Regions from separate parts of the Sus scrofa genome. Here all the other regions are linked to region 2. A link is a contact called in public Hi-C data. All regions are on one chromosome and are shown on one strand. Each heading gives the region's core, a stretch centred on a gene start, on an enhancer-like site or on the middle of the called end of the contact. The rest is flanking DNA. Distances are from core to core; before and after follow the strand shown. Region 1 holds the start of GRK2 (G protein-coupled receptor kinase 2). Region 2 holds the start of CLCF1 (cardiotrophin-like cytokine factor 1). Region 3 holds the start of TMEM134 (transmembrane protein 134).

Evidence for each region. Hi-C and Micro-C count contacts between places; a contact is called where the count stands out from the background.
Region 1: a contact with region 2 is called in a Hi-C map of alveolar macrophages, with 2.0 times the contacts expected there. The contact joins the promoter of GRK2 here to the promoter of CLCF1 in region 2. A contact is called at or near these places in 1 of 5 promoter capture datasets (liver), 9 of 47 Hi-C or Micro-C datasets (alveolar macrophages, embryonic fibroblasts, liver and 5 more) and 2 of 2 datasets of contacts at active chromatin or transcription factors (alveolar macrophages and skeletal muscle).
Region 3: a Hi-C map of epiblast stem cells shows a contact between it and region 2, with 2.2 times the contacts expected there. The contact joins the promoter of TMEM134 here to the promoter of CLCF1 in region 2. A contact is called at or near these places in 1 of 5 promoter capture datasets (fetal skeletal muscle), 14 of 47 Hi-C or Micro-C datasets (blood, embryonic fibroblasts, epiblast stem cells and 8 more) and 2 of 2 datasets of contacts at active chromatin or transcription factors (alveolar macrophages and skeletal muscle).

Annotation. Positions count from the first base shown.
Region 1 is chr2:5,225,353-5,229,748 of Sscrofa11.1, forward strand. It overlaps GRK2 (G protein-coupled receptor kinase 2), which reads right to left and starts at 2,063. Exons shown (of 21, transcript NM_001244878.1): 1 at 1,980-2,063. The coding sequence starts at 2,050.
Region 2 is chr2:5,139,824-5,144,323 of Sscrofa11.1, forward strand. CLCF1 (cardiotrophin-like cytokine factor 1) reads left to right here and starts at 2,492. Exons shown (of 3, transcript XM_021082764.1): 1 at 2,492-3,872. The coding sequence starts at 3,689.
Region 3 is chr2:5,054,280-5,058,946 of Sscrofa11.1, forward strand. TMEM134 (transmembrane protein 134) reads left to right here and starts at 2,974. Exons shown (of 7, transcript XM_021082746.1): 1 at 2,974-3,255; 2 at 4,213-4,277; 3 at 4,615-4,667. The coding sequence starts at 3,082.

The DNA of each region.
Region 1 (4,396 bases), core at 813-3,312, 85 kb after region 2:
CCAGATCGTGACCCTACGTGAGGACTCACAATACCTGGTTCTCCGGCTCTTGCTGTTCCCCTAAAACTCCCGGCCCACCTGGTTTCAGACTCGACACAGTCCTGAAATTTCTTGAGCAACTACTACACGCGAGGCACGGCCTTGCCAACCCCACAGGTTGGTTTTTGGCTCGACTGAGATGACACATGTCCCAAACAAGTCAATTATTCTCATTTCCACCATCAGGCCTACCGCCGCCATCACGATCATGGCGGGTAAAGGGACAGGGAAAGGACCATCTTGGTTCTCGGGGTTCTAGCACCTGCAGAGCCAACCCAAGGCGGGGCCCCGTCGGCAGCAAAGCATTCTGGGACGAGATTACCCAAACGCAGAGAATTCTAGAAAAGGCCCCGCCTCACAGTTTACACAAGTCCGACCCACAGGAGGGTCTTGAGGCCCGCGGCCACCACGGAGAGTCACTGCGAACCCCAGAGGTTGACGCCCCCATTTCCTCCCTCGTGGCTTTGTCATTTCTGAACTCATTTTGTTCTAACTGTCGCTGCTCCCTGGACAGCCCCCAGCTGACAGTCAGTCTGGTTCCTGTTTTGAGAAATCTGATTGCAAATGTCTTAAAAAGGGGGGGGGTGCCCTAACGGCCTTTTCAAAATGCAGACCGATTTTCCTCTCCCAGGCCTGGTGTTCAGTCAATTCGAAAGCCAGCAAACAGGGCCCAGTGGAGGGGACCGGAGATGCTGGCCCCGCAGCTTTGGGCCCTGCTTCAGACACTCAGGATGCCACGGTCACAGTCCTTATTTCGCACCCACCGCGTTTCACAGATGAGAACACTGAGGCCCTGAAATGGGAAGGGACTTGCCCAAAGTCACATGATAAGACCATGACAGCTCAGAGGGGCCCAGGCTCCTGGGCCGGCTGGGCCGGCTGGGCCTCAGCATGGCAACTCCCAGGCAGAGATAGAGGAGTTGCTGGGACTGGTGGTAGGCCCGTGGCTCTTGCAGTTGCAGAATAACAGGTCCCCGCTCAGGCCAGAAGGGTGGCCACATTGTGGAACCAGCAGCCGGAAGCCCTGATCTGGCAGCCAGGCACCACCCTGGACTACCTGTGACACTGAGCAGGCTACTCCCATCTGGGCCTTCGGCTTCCCCACCTGTTCCACACTGGTTCTACCCACCCATGGGCTGCTTGACGCTCAAACAATGGGAAAATACTCTAGAAGCCATAAAACACTGGACAGCCTGAGCTACTGCCTGTATCCTGTCTGTTCCTGTCCCTAAATCCTGAACAGTTTAAACTTTGATATCAGGTGCAATGTCATCAGTTGTCTCACAGAGAGGTGGCAGCCGTGGTCCAGCTGCTGCAGGGGTGCCGGGACGTCCCCTGGCAAATGGCACCCACAGGGCACCGCAAGCAGGGCCTGCCGGAGGACGAATTCGCGGGGAGAGGGACAGATGGTGTCTTAATGGGATGGGGCGCACACCGTACCCTGCTCCCCACCACCGCCCCAGCCCCTAAAGCCGAATTCAAACCCCACCCCAAGCCAACGACCCACCCGAAGAATGGGGAAGACCCAGTATCCCCCAAACCTCAGGCAAGTGTCCACCCGAGGGGGCCAGGGTGGGGGCAGTGGCACCCGGGGGGCGGGTGCTGGGAGCAGGGGCAGCGGAACGAAGGGAGGAAGAGTCCGGCCAGGCAGATGGGGCAGGCAGGGGAGGGGACCCAGGGCTACCCGAGGAGAATGAAGGGGAGCAGGGAGCCCCTGGGGCCGACAGAGACCGGGGCCAGGCAGAGTGTGTGACGGGAGAGGGAGGCACAGTGGGGCAGGGGGCACCGGGCGGGTCGGGGAGCCAGGGGAGCTGGCAAGCCCGGCGCTGGGGCGCGCCGGGTTCAGGTGCACAGGCCCGGGGCGCCGGGGGCAGAAGGGGTCCCGGGGCCAGTGCCCGGGGGTCTGGGGCCGCGGGGCGCGGGGCCGGCGCCCGCCTCACCTGGGCTCGGGCAGCAGGATCTTCTTGCTGGCGCGCGCGGCCGGCGTGGCCTTGCTCTTCTCCATGGCCATCAGGTAGCTCACGTCGGCCAGCACCGCCTCCAGGTCCGCCATCTTGGCGGCGGCGGCGGCCTCTCCCGCCGCTCGGCTCCGCTCCGCTCCGCTCGGCGCGCTCGGCCCGGCCCGGCCGCTCCGTCGGCCTCGGGCGCCGCCGCCCGCCTGGCCCCGCTGGGCGCCCGCGGCTCCGCTCGCCGCGGCTCACAGGCGGCGCCGCCCCATGGCGCCGGCTCGGGCCCGGCCCCGGCTCGCTCCGCTCCCGCCGGGACTGCAGTCGGGCCGCCGCCGCCGCCGCCGCCGCCACCGCCACCGCCGCCGCCGCCGCCGCCGCCACCCGCGCCCCGGAGCCGCCGCCGCCTCCGGCCCCGCCTGCCGCGCACAGCGCCAGCGAGCCCGCGAGGGGCCGGGCGGCCGGGCGGCGGCGCCCCCTGGAGGCCGCGCGGGTGGCCTGAGACTGACCCCCGGGGCCACCCGGACCCCGTCTCAGCTCCGCCCCGTGGCCTCGGATCTCGGACCCCAACCTTCAGCCGAGACCCTGACCCCGGACGTGGAACACGGCAGGGACCTGGCCCGAAGAAGCCCCCAGACCCAGACCTGGACCGCAGCTCGGATCCCAGACTCCACAAGAGGCCATGGCCGGGACCGCAGACTGGCGTTTCAGAACGTAATCCCAGGGACTTGGGTCTCAGAGCCTGGCTGTAACCCCTGACCCCTGACCTTGGACACAGTCGGAAATCGCACCGCAGACCCGGATAACATTCCTGACCCCAGACTCCGAACAGGACCTCAGACCTAGACCTTGGACCACCACCTCAGACTCTGACCATGGCCTGGGATCAACACTCTGAGCCCACCCCCCCGCCCTTCACATCCAGACCCTACCACTGACCCCAGACCCAGATTGTGGACCATGACCTCAAACACTTGATGCCACCCACGGACCACGACCTCCATCCCACCTTGGTTGCTGACCCCAACCTTGATCCCACCCTCAGACTCAGACCGCTATCATGACCCTAAACCCTGGACTTGAGAGCAGGGCCCAGACCCAGATGTGGGCCATTCACTGCAGACCAGGGTTCTAGACCCAACATCAAAAACTCTGAACATGGTGAGTTCCCGTCGTGGCGCAGTGGTTAACGAATCCGACTAGGAACCATGAGGTTTCGGGTTCGGTCCCTGGCCTTGCTCAGTGGGTTAATTATCCGGCGTTGCCATGAGCTGTGGCATAGGGTGGTGGCTACGGCTCTGATTAGACCCCTAGCCTGGGAACCTCCATGTGCTGCAGGAGCGGCCCAAGAAATGGCGAAAAGACAAAAAAACCCCAAAAAACTCTGAACATGGACCCAGGACCAGGACATCCAACTGGGACTGAGACTGGACCTAGAACATTGAACAGGTTGCCATGGACCTGGGAGCTGAAAAATGCAGTCAGACTCCAGACCTCCATGAGTCCCAATCCTCACTCCTCCTGCTCCAGACCCAATCCTGGCCCCAGGACTCCCACTCAGGACCAAGGACCCTGCATCGCCCCCCTTGCCCCACTACCCCCAGGACCTGGGAGGGCATGGGGGGTCACAGTGCTGCCTGGCCAGGGGCACTTACTCTGCTGAGAGCCCATGGGGACAGGAACCCATGTGTCTCCAAGCAGCACCCGCTATCACAACATGCCACTCTAGAGCCTCTCTCTGCTTTCCAAGGTGACAAGATCCCCTCCCCGTCCTAGGTACTTGGGGCCCAAGCTTCACGCCAGTTTGTGGGCCAACAACCAGTACCCTTTTGCAAAGCAGGAGACTCTGTGCACTTCTCAGCCTACCTTCTGAAATCAGCCTTGGCAGAGCCTGGAAGATGGCAAGATCACTTGAAGATGGCGAGGTCCCCTTCTCAGTGGGGGCACCACCATCCACCCAGATGCCCAAGCTAGAACTGCAGACATCATCCTTGACCCTCTCCCTCCTCCAACCCTGATCTGTCACCACACCCTCCTATCTGGCCTCCTGAGGCTCTTCTTAAACCCATCTGCTTCTGGGGAGTTCCCTGGTGGTCCAGTGGTTTGGACTTGGTGCTTTCACCCCTGCAGCCCGGATTCGATCCCTGATCTGGGAACTGAGATCCCACATCAAGCCACTGCCCGCTGTGACCAAAAAAAAAGATAACAAGAAAAAAAGGTAAGCTATAATACATGGAGGGGATAAGCAACAAACAAAATTTTACTGTATAGCACAGAGAACTATAATTCAGTGTCCTATGATAAACCATAACAGAGGAGCTCCCACTGTGGCACAATGGGCTAAGAATCCCACCGCAGCAGCTTGGGTCACTGCAGAGGTGCAGGTTTGATCCCTGGCTTGGCACAGTGGG
Region 2 (4,500 bases), core at 1,242-3,741:
AGCCACATCTGCCACCTACACCACAGCTCACGGCAACGCCAGATCCATAACCCACTGAGCAAAGCCGATGGAACCTGCATCGTCACGGATGCTAGTCAGCTGCGTCCGACGGGAACTCCAAAGCAAGGTTCTCCTCACCAGCTCCCTGACTGCCCCTGCCGTGCGGGGAGGGACACAGAGGGGGTCGCATCCCATTCCACAGAGAGGTCACAGCTTGTCCCAAGGCCATGCCGGGCAACTGGAAGCCTGGCATCCTCCCTCCCAGCCTGGCCCTCTGCCCGCTGCAGGCAGCCACGTGCGCTCTGCCCTGTGCTACCTCCGGGCTTCAGCCCTTGGTCACTGCTGCCCCTGCTGCCAGGCAGCCACACTCCGACCTGGAAGCTCTGCTTCCTCTCAGAGCTCCCCTGCCTTACCATCCTCTGATCTCAGTTTAGACAGTGTCCCTTGTCACAATTCTTTTTTCTTTTACCTTTTTGTCTTTTGTCTTTTTAGGGCCACTCCCGCAGCATATGGAGGTTCCCAGGCTAGGGGTCGAATCAGAGCTGTAGCCGCCGGCCTACACCAGAGCCACAGCAACATGGGATTCGAGCCACATCTGCGACCTACACCATAGCTCATGGCAACGCCGGATCCTTCACCCACTGAGCAAGGCCAGGGATCGAACCCGCAACCTCATGGTTCCTAGTCAGACTCGTTTCCGCTGCGCCATGAAGGGAACTCCAAGACTGTGAAATTCTTAAAGGCCAGGGTGGGTTTTCCTTGTCCCCCTGTCCTTTACAGGCTCTGGCACCCAGCAGGGGCTCTGGAAATGCCTGTACAACCCTCAGTGGGACAGATGGATGGGGAGCTCAGGGGTCGGGTGTCTCCTCTAACCTCTGCCCTGCCCCCACCAGCAATCCCAGACTGTGAGCTGGGAGGGCCCCTTTCCCAGAGCCACTCAGCAGCAGGAACTTTCCCAAAGTCCCCAGCTAGAAACCAGAGGGCGGCCACCTGTGCCCCACCGCCCCACAGAAACGCTGGAGGGGCCACTCCTGCTCGGCCTCTGCCTTATTCCTTCTCCCACCAACTCCAACAGCCCACCCCCGTCTGGGATTTGGCAGAATAAAGGCATAGTCTTTATTCCGGCCCCCACCCCAACCCAACTGGCAGTTCCTAGCCTGCTGCCTTTGCCCAGACATGGCAGAGGGGCACTGGCAACTTGGAGATGGAGTTGATTTTCCCTTTGGCAGTGGGGGGGAGGGGGAGGGGGAGAGGCTCCCCCCAGCCCACTCCACGAGGGGGGAGGGCAGGGATGCAAGTCCAGGCAAGAGGCAGAGGGAGAACACGACTTCCCCAGCGTATGGGGTCACGGCATCGAGCGGGGAGTGGGGCGGCGGGGGGGCGGGGGGAAGAGCTGTGTGGAAAGCCAGTTGTCCCTGCACCCACCTGGCCCCGCGGTCCCCATTTCAGAGCTGCAGCCTTTGGTTCCTGCAAACCAAAGCTTTTAGGCTCCGGAGGTGACCATTTGCTGGGGGGTCGGCGTCCCCCCCTCTCCAGGCAGGGCAGTCTGCTCCCTTCCTCCTTCCCACTCCCACCCATCTATTTGCCTCTTTGTGTCTCCTCTTTCCTGCCCCGGCCCTTGTCTTCTCCCTCCTCTTCCCTCAGCTCCCACCCACCTCCTCCTCCAGCGCCCGCTCCCTCTCTCTCCTGTCTCTCCTGGCCCCCTCCTCCCCTCCCGTGTCAGCCGCTTTCTCCCTGACTCAGCAAGGTGCTTTATAAGGTGCTGAGGGGCTCAGCCAAATCCAAACCACATTGTCTGTGTCCTCTCCACCAGCAGCGGCTGCAGACGGGGGAGAAGGACTTGGGCTGCCCACCCCCCCCTTCTCTTGGGGCTCCCTCCCTCCCAAAGAGTGGCTGCTAGAGGACCTCCTGGGCCAGCCTCAGTGCCAGTCACCCACTGGGCATCCGCCTCCCTGACCTTGGCATGGGCATCCGAAGATCTTCGGGCTCACCGGCCAAGAATGTCATTGAAACGCCAGGGTTCTGGCTGGGGGAGGGGCAGGGGAGGCCCCCCTCCAGGCAGGTTTCCTCCAGTGGCTCCTGATGCCCCAGAAAACTCCCTGCCCCCCATCCCAAGCCAGCTCCCCTTTCCCAGCTCTTTTTTTCCTCCTTTAGGGGGGGGAAAAAAAAAGAAAGAAAGAAAGAAGAGGGAAAAAAACCCAACAACAAAGTCTGTCCCACTCCAGTGAGGTAATTGAAAACAAACTTCTTCCCCACCCCCCCACCCCCCCACCCCAGTCCTCCAAGTGCAGAAAAGGGAAGAGCTGCCCTGGGAGCCCAGGGCCGGTCATGACCAAGCTGCCTGCTCTGACCCACAGGCTGGAGGGGCTGGGGCAGGGCTGGCAGGGCACCCTGCTTCCTCTGGGGGCACCAGGGCAGGAGCGGTGATGCTACTCCCTGGGGAAGCACCGTCCAGGTCTGGCCCACGCCCGCCTCTCCCTCTTTGAAACAGCAAGTAAACAACAACAAAGGCAACTTATTACCGAGTGATTTAATTGGTGGTCTGGTCCTAGACACCCAAGCCTTGGAGACCGAATGACTGTCCCCCAAGCAAAGTCACGGAGTGGGGACATCCGCTCGCCCCCAGATGAGAGCTGTTTCTTGCCTGGCCGCCCTCTGCGGAGGGAGAAAGGGAGACCCTCCAGGGAGGGTGGGGGCTTGCGGGTCCCCGGGGATCCCGCCTGCAGGTCTCAACCCAGGCCTGAGGGAAGGAGGGAGGAAGAGCCCTGCACAGCCAGCCACGCGCGCCCGCCACCGGAGCACCCAAAGCCAGACCCCAAAGGCCGGAGGAAGCCAACTGTCTTGACGGGGACGCGGTTCCCAAGCGGGGCCGCTTGGTCTGTCCATTGCCTTGAATCTGAGAGGTCTCGCTGAGTCACCCCCGAAGCCTCTGGTGTTGAAACTGGTCCGGTGCCTCGTGCTGATTAATGAGTTACAAATCCCCCACCCATGAGCACTCTCCTGGCCACGGGGAGGAGAATGAAGGACCCCGTGAACTTGAGGGGAAAACCCTCAACCAAGCGCCCTCTTCTCTCCTCCCGGCCAGGGCAGTGGGCCTGTGGTGCCCTCTTCCTGCCCCCCAGGGGGCATTGTGAGCCGGTTAGTCACCTGCCCCAGCCCCAGCGCCTCGCTTAGCCTGGGCTTTTGGAAATGGGACAGGCGGCGGGACAATAGGCAGGGGGGGGCGGTCAGCCCAGACAAAGGGCAGCAGGAAAAACACCATCACTTGCTTCGAGGCCAGCTCGCTGGCATTTGGGAGAATGTGTCATTGCATTTACTCAGGGGGAGGGGGAGGGGAGGGAAGGTTAGCGATGTGGAGACAGAGGTAGAGTGAGAGCTGGGACCCCGCCGGGCCGGGGGGCTGGCGCCCCCGGGGCCGACTCGGAGGGAGAAGAAAAGGAGCGGGCAGCCCACTCCCCTGGCTCTTGGGAGTTTGCAGTCGGACCGATGCCCTCCCGCCCCCTCCCCCAGGAGGCCCAGGGTGGTACCGCCGCAGCCTCGCCTCACCTCACCCCCCCTCGGGGTTGTGGGAGGGAGAGGAGCCCCAGAAGCCCTCCCTTCCCTCCTCCCCCCTCCTCCCCCCACCCCGGGGAGGGCCGCTACAATTTGTGGTTACAGCTTTACACGTCAGAAAAAAAAAGTTTGCAGAATGTCCCACACCGAAAAAAAAAAAAAAAATCCGAAACCGAACGAAAAAAACCTGCGAGTGGGCCTGGCGGATGGGATTATTAAAGCTTCGCCGGAGCCGCGGCTCGCCCTCCCACTCCGCCAGCCTCCGGGAGAGGAGCCGCGCCCGGCCCGCCCGGCCCCCAGCCCCATGGACCTCCGAGCAGGTAGGAGCCAGGCGTCCGAGGCCCCGGCCCCCGCCCCCGCCCGGGAGCCGCGAGATCCGGTTCCCGTCCTTCCCCCGGGGAGTCCCGAGCCGGGGCCGGGCCGGGGAGCCGGGCGCTGCCCCCGCCAGCGGGGCTCGGGCCGGGGGAGGCACCGCTGGGCGCCCTCGAGAGGGGGCCGGGCGGGGACGCGGCGTTCCTGGAGTCCGCTCGGCGGGGGCCGGGAGGTGGCCGGGAGCGCGGCGGGGAGCCCGGGCGACCCGCAGACCTGGGAGGCGGCAACCTGGAGCCCGGCGAGGCGGGGTCCCGGGATCCCGGAGGACGGAGCCCCGCGCCAAAGTCGGGGAGATCGGGTCCGAGGCGGGCGCGGGGCTGCGGGAGGGAGACGCGGCGCGCGGGGCCGCGGGGGCCGGGGAGGAAGAGGGAGGAAGGGGGGAGGCACCGGGGAGCCCCAGGCCGGGCCGGCGGGAGGCGCGCGGAGGCCGACACCTCGGGCCGCGCCGCTCTCCCTCCCCGGCCCGCCGGGAGGGGAGGGCGGGAAGGAGGGCGGGCGAGAGGAGAGAGAAGGGCGGAGGGCAGAGCCGGGCTGGGCCGGCTCGGGCCGCGGGAGTCGCGGCTTCCTCGATGCGCG
Region 3 (4,667 bases), core at 1,724-4,223, 85 kb before region 2:
CCCAGGTTAGGGGGCGAATCAGAGCTGCAGCTGCCTGCCACACCACAGCCACAGCAATGCAGGATCCAAGCCACATCTGTGACCTACACCACGGCTCACGGCAACACCAGATCCTTGACCCACTGAGCAAGGCCTCATGGTTCCTAGTCGGATTCATTTCCTCTGCGCCACGACAGGAACTCCTCAGGGGTTCTCTTGTGGTGCAGTGGGTTAAGGATCCTGCATTGTCACTGCAGCGGCTGTGGTTGCTGCTGTGGCGAGGGTTTGATCCCTGGCCGGGGAACCCCCATATGCCGTACGTGTGGCCAAAATTAATTAATTAATCAATGAAGGGCACTTTAGACAAAGTAAGGAGACAAAGACAGGAAGGAGACACGTGCAACAAGAAAACCTAGCGAGAGGTTAAAACTTAAGCATGTACAGGAGTTCCCGCTATGGGGCAGAGGGCTAAGAATCTAACTGTGATGGCTCGGGTGTTGTGGAGGAGCAGGTTCCATTCCTGGCCTGGTCCCGTGGGTTAAAGGATCTGGCGTTGTTGCAGCTGTGGGCAGGCTGCCGCTGTGGCTTCGATCCCTTGCCCAGAAACTTCCATATGCCTCGGGCGAGACCATTCAAAAAAACCACTTAGATGTATGTGTACAGATGTGTGAATCAGCAGGGACAAGGTAGAAACCCAACAGAAAGAAATGGACACAGGCTATGAATAGGCAGTTCGCAGAAAAGGGGCCGCCGTGGCTGACGAGTACATGAAGACCTGTTCATAGTCTCCTGTGGTCAGAGATCCCAGGTGGACAAGAGGCACAGCTCAAGAGTCATCAGGTTGGCAAGCCATTAACAAAGCAGGAACACCAGATGCTTAGAGAAAATCAGAACCCGTGTGGTAGGTGTACAAATTGGCACAACCACTCGAGAGACCACTCATGGGAGCTTGTGATGTCAGGGGCCTGGAAGTCCTAATTCCAGAGGGATTTTTCCACAGTCCTAAGGGGACGGTAAAGATGCTCGCGGCAGCGACGAATGCAATGGGGGTGCTGAGGCCGAGCTGAGTGTGCGTCATGGGGCGGGCACTAAAAGTGAGACGCTCAACACGGAATGCCACGTGCAGCTAGGAGAAGCAGAAATGAGATGCATGTGGAAAATATTAGTGTTGAGTGTAAAAATGTAGAAATGCAAACAGAATGAGTTTTATGCACGGTGCCATGTTTGTAAACTGCAAGCACATCCACATGGGAGCTGGTGAGCGCCATGCAGAACAGAGGGCCAGGCAGCCTCCAAGGAAGCCGGCTGAGCACACAGATCTGGGGTCCGATGGAAAGGAGCAGGGAGAGGGCAGTGGAGGAGAGGAGGGAAAGTGAATGGACATAACTCGAGGGATCTTGCGATGATGTTCGCAAACTGAGAGGCAGGACTGACCCAACTCTGTACGTGAGGCCATAAGATGAAGTGGGGTGGGTGGGTGGAGAAGGATGAGTGCCCCAGAGCTTGGTGGACCTGGGTTCAAATCCCAGTTCTACCACTTGCATGCATTTGGGAGTTGGGCAAAGCACACAGTCTTCCGCAAATATCCACTGAAGATCTACTAGTGCCAAATAACTGTTCTGAGTGTGGCAGATCCAGTAATAAGACAGTGTAAAATCAGCTAATTTTGGAGTTCCCGTTGTGGTTCAGTAGGTTAAGAACCCGACTAGTATCCATGAGAATATGGGTTATATCCCTGGCCTGCCTCAGTGGGTTAGGGACCCAGTATTGCTGCAACCTATGGTGTAGGTCACAGATGCAGCTGGATTCAGCGTTGCTGTGGCCGTGGTATAGCCTGGCAGCTGCGGCTCTGATTCCACTCCTAGCCTGGGAACTTCCATATGCCACAGGTACAGCCCTAAAAACAAAAATAAAATAAATTTCTGGTAAGTGCTGTGTGATATGAAGTTGACTTTATTTACTTTTTTGTCTTTTTAGGGTTGTACCCACAGCATGTGGAAGTTCCCAAGCTAGGGGTCAAACTGGAGCTGTAGCTGCCGGCCACAGCCACAGCCACAGCCACACCAGTCCCAGTCACATATGCGAGCTACACCACAGCTCACCAGGTCCTTAACCCACTAAGTGAGGCCAGGGATTGAACCTGAGTCCTCATGGCTACTAGTCCGTTTAACTGCTGAACCACAAAGGGAACTCCGTGAAACTGACTTTATTTTTGCTTTTTAGGGCCACACCCAGGGTATATGGAGGTTCCCAGGCTAGGGGTCGAATCTGAGCTGTAACTGCTAGCCTATGCCACAGTCACAGCCACACCAGATCCAACCTGCGTCTGCAACCTACACCACAGATCACGGCAACACTGGATCCTTAAACCACTGAGCGATGCCAGGGAGCGAACTTCAACCTCATGGTTCCTAGTCGGCTTCCTTTCCTCTGTGCCACAATGGGACCTCCAAGAGTTCAGATACTATTCTAACCACAGTGAAAAACCAAGGGATGGTTTTATGCAGAGGAGTGACTTGGCAGCATGCTTTAAAAAATAAAAAAAAAAAGTTTTATTTAAGACTAACTAAGGATCCATTATGTCTAAAAGAGCACTTTAGCTGCTGCTGCGTGGAAACTATATTGGAGGAGAGTACAAGCTACATCTGTACGGCGGCGAGAATCATCCCCGGAGCAGGGCCATGGTGAGTAAGTGTGGGGGAACCGTTCCTAAGAGTCGCCTTGGCACTCGAGGAGCGAGCTGGGATGCGGAAGGCTGGAGCGTAGCAGCCCATCCAAGCCCCGCGTACAGGCCCAGGATTGCGTCCGAGCCGTATCCTCGGTCGCTCGCCTAGGCGGCCGCTGGGCGGCGCCGCGAGTCCAGCTCGAGTCCAGTCCGGACGAGAGGCAGCCCTGCGCACTAGTCAGCTCGGCGCTCGGCAGCTCTAGCCTGCCGAGGGCGGGGCCGTTATGGAAGGGCGGGGCCTCGGCCAGGGCGCCGGACCGTCGGGCAACCTAGACGACAGCACGGGGCGGGGTCTGCGCGCGGGGGCGGGGCCTGGGCGACGCGGGGCCGGCGGGAGCAGATGGCGACGGCGCTGGGCGCCTGAGCGGGCTGGGGCCATGAGCGCCGCCCGGCCCCAGTTCTGCATCGATGACGCCTTCGAACTGTCCCTGGAGGACGCGGGCCCCGGCCCCGAGTCCGGCGGAGTCGCCCGCTTCGGGCCGCTGCACTTCGAGCGCCGGGCCCGGTTCGAGGTGGCCGAGGAGGACAAGCAGTCCCGCCTGCGCTACCAGGTGAAGGGCCCGGCCCACCTCACCCCACACCTGGGTCTGGGCGGACCCCAGGCCGGCCCCCGGAGAATCCCAACTCGGGAGGATCTGATTAGAGGCCTCAGCCGGAGTGGGAGATCGCCTCCCGGACGTGGCCACTGATCCAGATCCCTGCCCAAACTTTCGTAGCTATGATTTCAGTGCCCGGCCACCACTGGAGAGCCCAGAACTCAGATTCGGGAGCTGATACCCCACCCCGAGCTAGAGATCCCATCCTGGATGCCCCACCGATCCTGGGTACTGACGCTCCCTCCCCTTACCCTACAGGACTGGAAGCTCTTCTGTACCAGAACCAAACCTTGTCTATACTCAGGAGCAGTCCCCTGAGCCCCAGGCCAGATAATCTAGGGAGCCAGCACCCCCTCTTCTGTTCTGAAAGTCCCCGTGCCTTCCTCTCCTCCAGAGCCGAGGCCCCCACTCACATGATGAGTCCTGGCGGATGCCTTGCCTCCCGCTAAACTGGAAATGCCCGTTTTCCCAGAGACTCTCCACCAGCTCTAGAATGCTTTTCTTGGAAACCTGGACCAGATTGCTGTGCCACAAATCTGGAAACTTTTGGCTTGTCCTGCCCTGGCACCCCACATCCAGAGCAGCCATACTGCACCCCTGAAATACCATCCTGACATCTCCACCGTGACTCACAAGCTTGGGAGATCACTGGGCCCTGGGACCCATGCTGGGAGCCCTCCACCAGCCCCTGCGGGCTCCTCCCTGCCAAACCCCCAGCACCCACCTGCTACCAGGGTTTCAGTTTCTGTGAATCATCAAACCCGTTGTTCTTCTCTGGGGAGGGCAGGGCGGAGGGAGTAGCTGTCAAGCGGCCAGGCAAACAGCTGTGTGGGCTGGCTTCCTTCTTCACCAGAGGGGTGTGAGGAAAGGCCTGAACCTCGTAACCCCACTGGGCCCTGTGTTCTGAAATAGAACCTGGAGAACGATGAGGATGGAGCCCAAGCCTCTCCGGAGCCGGATGGGGGAGTCAGCACCAGGTCAGGGCCAGGTGGGGACCCACCCCGAACTCCTAGCCCAGGCCCCTGGCCCCCGCTCAGTCCTCTTCCTTACCTTACTCAGCTCTCATATCCTGTCCTACAAGAGGGGGGCCCTGTCCTGCACCCTACCCTAATGCCAGCCTCACCCCACCCCAACCAGGCTCTTTATCCTGCAGAAACCCCCAGCCAGGTCTGGCCGCTAGTCAAGTGTCCCACGGGAATCCCTAGCTTGAAATTCCCCAGCCTTCTTCCACCCCCAGTCCTGCAGAAACCCCCAGCCCTTGAATTCCTCTTCACCCCTGATCCCTTAGGGGATCAGTGTCCCCTAATCTTGCAGGAACACCCAGCCCATGTCCCAAAGGGTCCCCTTGCCCCCTCACTGGGCCCACT